2 separate regions of the Mus musculus genome follow, and region 1 is linked to region 2. A link is a contact called in public Hi-C data. All regions are on one chromosome and are shown on one strand. Each heading gives the region's core, a stretch centred on a gene start, on an enhancer-like site or on the middle of the called end of the contact. The rest is flanking DNA. Distances are from core to core; before and after follow the strand shown.

The links. A called contact is a pair of places that touch in the nucleus more often than the background predicts.
Region 1: a contact with region 2 is called in a Hi-C map of uterus, with 8 times the contacts expected there. The contact joins the promoter of Clk1 here to the promoter of Coq10b in region 2. A contact is called at or near these places in 1 of 39 promoter capture datasets (cranial neural crest) and 1 of 484 Hi-C or Micro-C datasets (uterus).

The regions. Positions count from the first base shown.
Region 1 is chr1:58,422,419-58,425,791 of GRCm38.p6, reverse strand. It overlaps Clk1 (CDC-like kinase 1), which reads left to right and starts at 1,704. Exons shown (of 13, transcript NM_001042634.2): 1 at 1,704-1,872.
Region 2 is chr1:55,051,262-55,054,625 of GRCm38.p6, reverse strand. It overlaps Coq10b (coenzyme Q10B), which reads right to left and starts at 1,856. Exons shown (of 5, transcript NM_001039710.1): 1 at 1,636-1,856. The coding sequence starts at 1,751.

The sequences.
Region 1 (3,373 bases), core at 455-2,954, 3.4 Mb before region 2:
CTTTGTGTGTGTGTGTGTGTGTGTGTGTGTGTGTGTGTGTGTTTTAATAAGCTGTCCCTGAGAAATGTTTGTAGTCATGGCTCAGCCCTCGAATTCTGAGCTGCAGCCCTGATCGATCAGTCTTAGGGCATATGTTCAATAAACTATCCCTGTCTGACTGAGATCAGTGTTTGTGTGGTTTGTGAGCCAACTCCTGGACCCCAACATATACATGTAGGCAAAATATTCATACATGTACATTTAAAATTTTTTAAATTTTTAAAAAATTTTTTAATTTCTTTAAAAAATACTTTATTTGTGTGTGTGTGTGTGTAGGAATTGATTCTCTCTTTCCAGTATGTGTTTCCTGGAGATTGAACTCAGGTAGGCTTGGTGGCATTGTGTCTTTACCTGTTAAGCCAACGCCAGCACCCTCCTCTTCCCCTGTTTTTAGTTCTGGCTAGAATTTGCGATATAGACCACACTGAACTTGTACTCAGAGATAACCCTTGTCTCTGCCTCCTTAGTGCTGGGATATGCCACCATGCCCAGGTCTAGATTAACTCTTAAAGGTGAAAGCAAAGGAGTTGCAAAACTGATACCTACGCACCCCCCTTTTTCTCCTCCCCCTAATATCTACCTTTTTAGAGTTACCAGCGAAATAGGAGTTAAGCCGCCTGAGGCCACACTAACTGGGTTCCTGAGTGGGAGGCCGGAGCTGTATGGAAGGAAATGGCGAGAGAAATAATGGAGGCCAAGACACATTTCTGTTCAAGGCCCCCAAGTTTACTAAGAGTCTGTGCTTAAGCCTGGCGTGGGGCGCACGCCTTTAATCCCAGCACTCGGGAAGCAGAGGCAGGCGGATTTCTGAGTTTGAGGCCAGCCTGGTCTACAAAGTGAGTTCCAGGACAGCCAGAGCTACACAGAGAAACCCTGTCTCAAAACCATAACCCCCCGCCCCCCAAGCCATTCTTGATGCCTGTTGCCAGCCTGTAGGTGATCTGCTGGATGAAGTCTCTGGAATATCTAAAGGGCCTCTCAGCAGGTAGCAGTGGCAGGTGACGGAACAATAGAGCCATCTAAGTTGGAAGGTTCCACCCCAGGTAGTCTCATTCTCAGTGGCAACAAGGTCAAAGCCAGCCTACTCAAGGCTGGGGGAAGCTACTATGGGGGGGGGGGGGGCATCCTCAAAGTCTTCAAGACTACTTACTAATCTGTCTATTTACACTATTCCGCTCCTGTTCCACCATTTCTAACTTTTTGTTTTGTTTGGTTTGGTTTGGTTTTCGAGACAGGGTTTCTCTGTATATATAGCCCTGGCTGTCCTGGAACTCACTTTGTAGACCAGGCTGGCCTCGAACTCAGAAATCCGCCTGTCTCTGCCTCCCAAGTGCTGGGATTAAAGGCGTGTGCCACCATGCTCATTTCTAACATTTTTGGCGTCAGTGCATGTCATACCCAACCACTAAAAACTAGTTTAAGACAGGTCAACATAACTGTAGTCACTGAGTTACTAACCAGAGATACTTTGTTGGTGTAGTTTAAAAGGTTGCAGTCAGGAGGGAAGAGAAAAAGGAGAGAGGGAGAGCGAGCGTGGATTATACTATTACTGTAACCTGTAGTGTCTAAGTATCCTCAAGAAGCCACAGCAAGGACAGTCAGGACCAAGTCCTTCCATCCCTCGCCCATTTGGGCAGCGGGCCCGCGCCTGCGCACTCAGGACCGGTATAGGCCCCGCCCATCTACGTCACCAGTTTTTCCGAGAAGAAGCTCGCACTGCGTCTGTCCGCACCATTTTGTGTTGGGAGATCGTCGTAATCGTTTGCAGACTTCTCGCCGTCGCCTTGTAAGCTTTGTCTTCGCCTTGCAAGCTTTGTCTTCAGGGTTGGAAAGGTAAGACGCGGTGTCTGTCAGGGCCTTTCCTTGTATCTTCCCGCCGCCTCCAAGGACCCCGCTGCGGCTCTTCACGGCGGAGCCACGCGAAGGGGCTCTGTGCCCCGGCTGCGGAGCTCTGGCCGCTGGCTTCTGCGTAGGCGGGGACGATGCCCGCAGGCTCCGCGTCCCGAGGAGGGCCGGCCGACTGCAAGAGCCCGAGCTGCCGCGGCGGGACCTAAGATGGCGGTAGGGGGAAGGCCGCGCTCGTCCTTCGCCATGGCGGCGCCAGGGCGCGGCCTTCGCTTGGACTCGGTCGGTCCTGGTTTTGCTCTCGGCGGTGGCACGGCGCAGGTTTTGGTGCTGTTTTTCTTTATATTTGAAGCGAAAGGTCTTGGTAACCAGGCCGGCCCCACACGCTGCGGTCGCTGATCTTGTTAGAGATGGGCGCTGCGGGGACAGCGTCACAGCAGGCTGTCACCTCAGTTCTGTGTAGTTTCCGCCTTCGACGAAGAAAAGAATTTCAGAGGCGGTCGATAGATAGCGAAGTCGAGCATAATGAAAACGAGGCACACCGGGACAGCGCTTGTGAGAGCGAGGAACAAGTGATTTTTAAGAAGGTTTAGGATTTACTTAGGTTTTGTAACATTAAAACTCAAGACGGCCGGGCTGTACTGCCTGTCGCTCGCCTTTTAATCCCCTTTGAGCCTGTCTCAAAAAAAAAAAAGTTATAGAAAATTTCCTTTGTAAACAAAGTTGTAACGGGGGAGTTGTTTACCTTTAGGAAACAGGAGGGGAACACCCTAAGATTGTACGTCACTTCCGCTCTGAACAGCTTTATTTTCAACATCATGGCCTGTCCTGTACAGTTAAGTAGAGTGGCTTTATTGGTGGAGCCCGAATTTTGTTGACTCGGCATAAAAGGCGCGCCTGTTACCTTCTCAGGCTTTCCTCCCATATTTTCATAATTTTCCCAGTCTCCCTCTGCTAGCAGTAAGAGTGTCAGCGGGGACCGTGGGCATTTACTTGACGGTGAATTGGGAATTGAGGTCATCTGCTGAGCAGCTTTTTTTTTTTTTTTTTTTTTTTTTTAATAGCTGTAAACAAACACTTCATAACATCCAAACTGGTATTTTACCAAAAACAAACAAAACACTTTGGGGGCGGGGGCTGTTCCAGACAGGGTTTCTCTGTATAGCTCTGGCTGTCCTGGAACTCATTTTATAGACCAGGCTGGCCTCTTACTCAGAAGTCCGCCTGCCTCTGCCTCCCGAGTGCTGAGATTAAAGGTGTGCACCACCACGCCCAGTTAAAAAAAAACTTCTTAATTAGGGTCACTTGTGGTTACGTTGGTCGGAGACTTGGTTTGGGTAGAAATTGAACCTTGTGAACCTGTAAGTTGAACTTCTGAAAGAGCTGTCATACATTTTTCTTAAGTTTTAACCTTTTTCACTTAAGGTTTTAAACCTTTTTCACTTAATATGAATTTGGGCATTGTGAAAACAAGGTGAAAAAAAATCTG
Region 2 (3,364 bases), core at 607-3,106:
CACACAAAAATTACTAAGATGCCTGTTCCTAAAGAGAAGAACTTAGAGTCAAGTTGAGTGGGAAATTTATATACAATACCAGGTTTTGTAACAAATTCATACATTGGTTTCTTAAGCCCCACAAGATACCCTTACCTAATCCTGATCATACTCCTAAGAAAACCACATATGCTTAAAACAAATTAACAGGTTTCCTGATCAGTATGCCTATTTGGTTATACTGCTCTGGGCAATACATCTATTTCACACACTATTAAGCGTTAGGGGTTGAGAGCTCAATGATAGAGCTGGTTGACATGTTCATGGCCCTGGGTTAGATCCAGCACCTCTCCCTTCAACTGCCCCATACAACTAGCTACATACACAGTCAAGCTAACAAGTGAGTACTGTAACATATTGAAAACAGACTTTGTAATCACTAATATTCCAAAACTACTCTCTCAAATAACATATTACATTAAAGGCCAGAACACAAGATAATGTAATACTTTTATGCATTTATATACCATTTTTGTTGCCTTTTTTTTTTTTAGATCCAGTCACTTGGTATTTCCCAGGCTGAGGCTGGTATGGACTTTCTGAGCATGAGCCTCGGACCATAAGCAGCAAAGCAACATTTAATCAGTAATATAAGCAGTATGTCCTGCTTGAAAAGCTATCTTTTGAGGATAAACTACCCGATTTCACAGTTTCAACATGTTTGTGTAAGATTTGGAGATGAAGCATGGCTGCTAGTTTCTGTTTGTTTTTGAGACAAATCTTACCTTGTAGCTCTGGCTGATATGCAACTAGCTACACAGACCAGGCTGGCCTCCAAAGCACCAGACCTGGCCTCTTGGCTGACATTTTAAAGTCTTCATTCAACCAAAATGTTCTGAAACCCAGGCAAGAGTTGGACTTTCTCCTCTGTAATGTATACATATTGATTCATCTCAAATACCAATTTTCTTTTCTTTTGGTCCTGAGACAGGGGCTCACTTTGTAGTTCGGGTTGGCCTTGAACCCACCGCGATACTTACTTGACTTTATTGCTAAAATTACAGGTGTGAGCCGCCACTCTGAGTTAATTTTAATTTTTGAGAATACTTTATTACAGTCTTATTTGTAATAGAAAACTGCATTGTAGACTTATAGTGTCCTTCAGGTCTCTAGGTTCATCTCCACCTAAAGGACCAAGCAGGAAAACCGAGGACAGAGCCATCTTCAAGGTTACAGGACCTCAAAGTTACAGTGTAGTGAAAAAAACAACAGGTCCTCTTTGTTGGCTGTGTTTCATTTTGCAAGCGCTGAGTGGCCGGGGTCAAAGAACTCCACAGCAAGTGAGAGAGCGTCTGACAAGCGGTTCACCGCCAGGACACGCACTCCCACGGCCCGGGAGCCGGCGCTCTCGGGCGCAGTTAAACTTTCCCGACGGCCGCCGCCCACCTCTTGGAGACCGGAAGGGCGGGAGCCGGAGACCCGGCTGCTTGTCCGTCCTCCCACGGCCGTCTCGTCGCTGACTCACCCCGATAATATGAGGTGCACGCAGACCAGCCGGCCGAGCGCCGCGCCCCGGGTCTCCGGAGCCGACTAGGGTCAGCGCCCCGGCCACAGGCCCGTCCCGAACCCGCCGCCCGGAAAACCTCCGCTCGCTACCTGACGTCGCGCGCAGACCCCCGCGCCGGGGCTTCCGTCACGGTGGTCGACTTCGGATGGCACCCCGATGCCACCCTCGCCAGGGCCCTCTGACTGGTCCGAGCTGCCATGATCATCTTTGTGAAGCCGGTAGCCAACGCGGGCACCCGGAACGAGGCGCCGCCCTCAGGCCGGCCTGGAGGGACGGCTCCTGCGCCTCTCAGCCAATCCGGGAGCCCTCTGAGCAGCTGGACACGCCTCTTCCCACTAAGTCCCTCCCAACCCCATGACGCCACGCTGACGCTAGGCTGACGCACGTGTCCAGTGCCGCCTCGGGACAGCCAATCGGGGCGCGGATCTCCGGGACACGCTCTGCTCCTGCCAGGAGTCTGCCACTTATGTAATCTTCGTGACGAACTCCTGGGTTCACCTACGGTCCGGGTTTTTTCCTGGAGCTATTTGGGGTCGAGTCTCGAGGCTCGGCTCGTGAGGGCCGCCCTGCCGGGGGAGGAAAGCCCAGGAGCTGGCTAATTATGTAACTGCCTCCCACACCCACCCCACCCAGCGCTGGCCCAGCGTGTTTTCGCTCCTGCTGCCGAGCCTGGCAGATTTTACTGTGTATTGACGATCTCAAACGGTACCTGCTGTGCTGACCCTGAGGTGTTGTTCAGAGAGCAACTTCGGGTCATACCGCCCCGAACAGGCCCAGTGACCTGTCAGTTCTAGCTGCCTTCTTCATACGTGGCCAAGATATGGTGTAGTGTTGCCTTTATGATCCAGGTTTTTCTCATTCTATACAAAGCAACAATTTTGCTTGCCACATTCAGGGATTGGATGAGGTCCTGACTTACATATAAGGGAGGGGCACACGTAACAAACGCATATGTGAAGGTCAGAGTCTTCCCATGTGGGTCTAAGGAATAAGAACTCACTTAACAGGCTTGCATAGCGATTGTTTTTTTTTAAATGATTAGCCATCTCACTGACTCTAATACAGTTTTTTAAAAAATAGAATTATATTTTATTACTATATGAATGTACGTGTGTGATGTGTGTTTGGCTTATGAAAGTCAGACGGCACATTTGTGAAGTCACCTCTTCACCTTCCATCTTTATGTGGGTTCCTGGAGATTCAATTTGAGTCATCAGACTTGCACAGCAAGTTCTACCCAGTAGGCCATCCTGCCTGCTGCATTTGGTTAGCAGAGCTTGAGGAATAAATGAGATTGTTGGTTAAACATAGGCAATAATATATTTTGAAAGACTTACTAGATGTTGGAGGTGTGAATGAGTCTGTCTCCTCACATAGCTCATATTCCAAAAGGGAAGATAGAACTAATGTGTACTGCATTATCGGGTAATTATGTGACTTGTATGTGGTGGTTTGAATATGCTTAGCCCATGGGAAGTGGTACTATTAGGAAGTGTAGCATTGTTGGAGTAGGTTTGGGCTTGTTGGAGGAGGTGAGTCACTGTAGGAGTGAGCTTTGAGGTCCAAAGCTTAAGCTTTGGCCAGAGCAGAAGAGACCCTCCTCCTGGCTGCCTGGAAAAGGGCATCTCTTCCCACCTGCTTCTGAGTCAAGATGTAGAACTCTTGGCTTCTCCAGGACATGTTTGACTGTACACTGTCATGCTTCGTGCCGTGATAATGGACAGAACCTCTGAAATCAGCCTCAATTAAATGTTGTCCTTTATAAAAAGTTGCTTTGGTCATGGTGTCTCTTCATACCAATAGAAACCCTAAGATGTG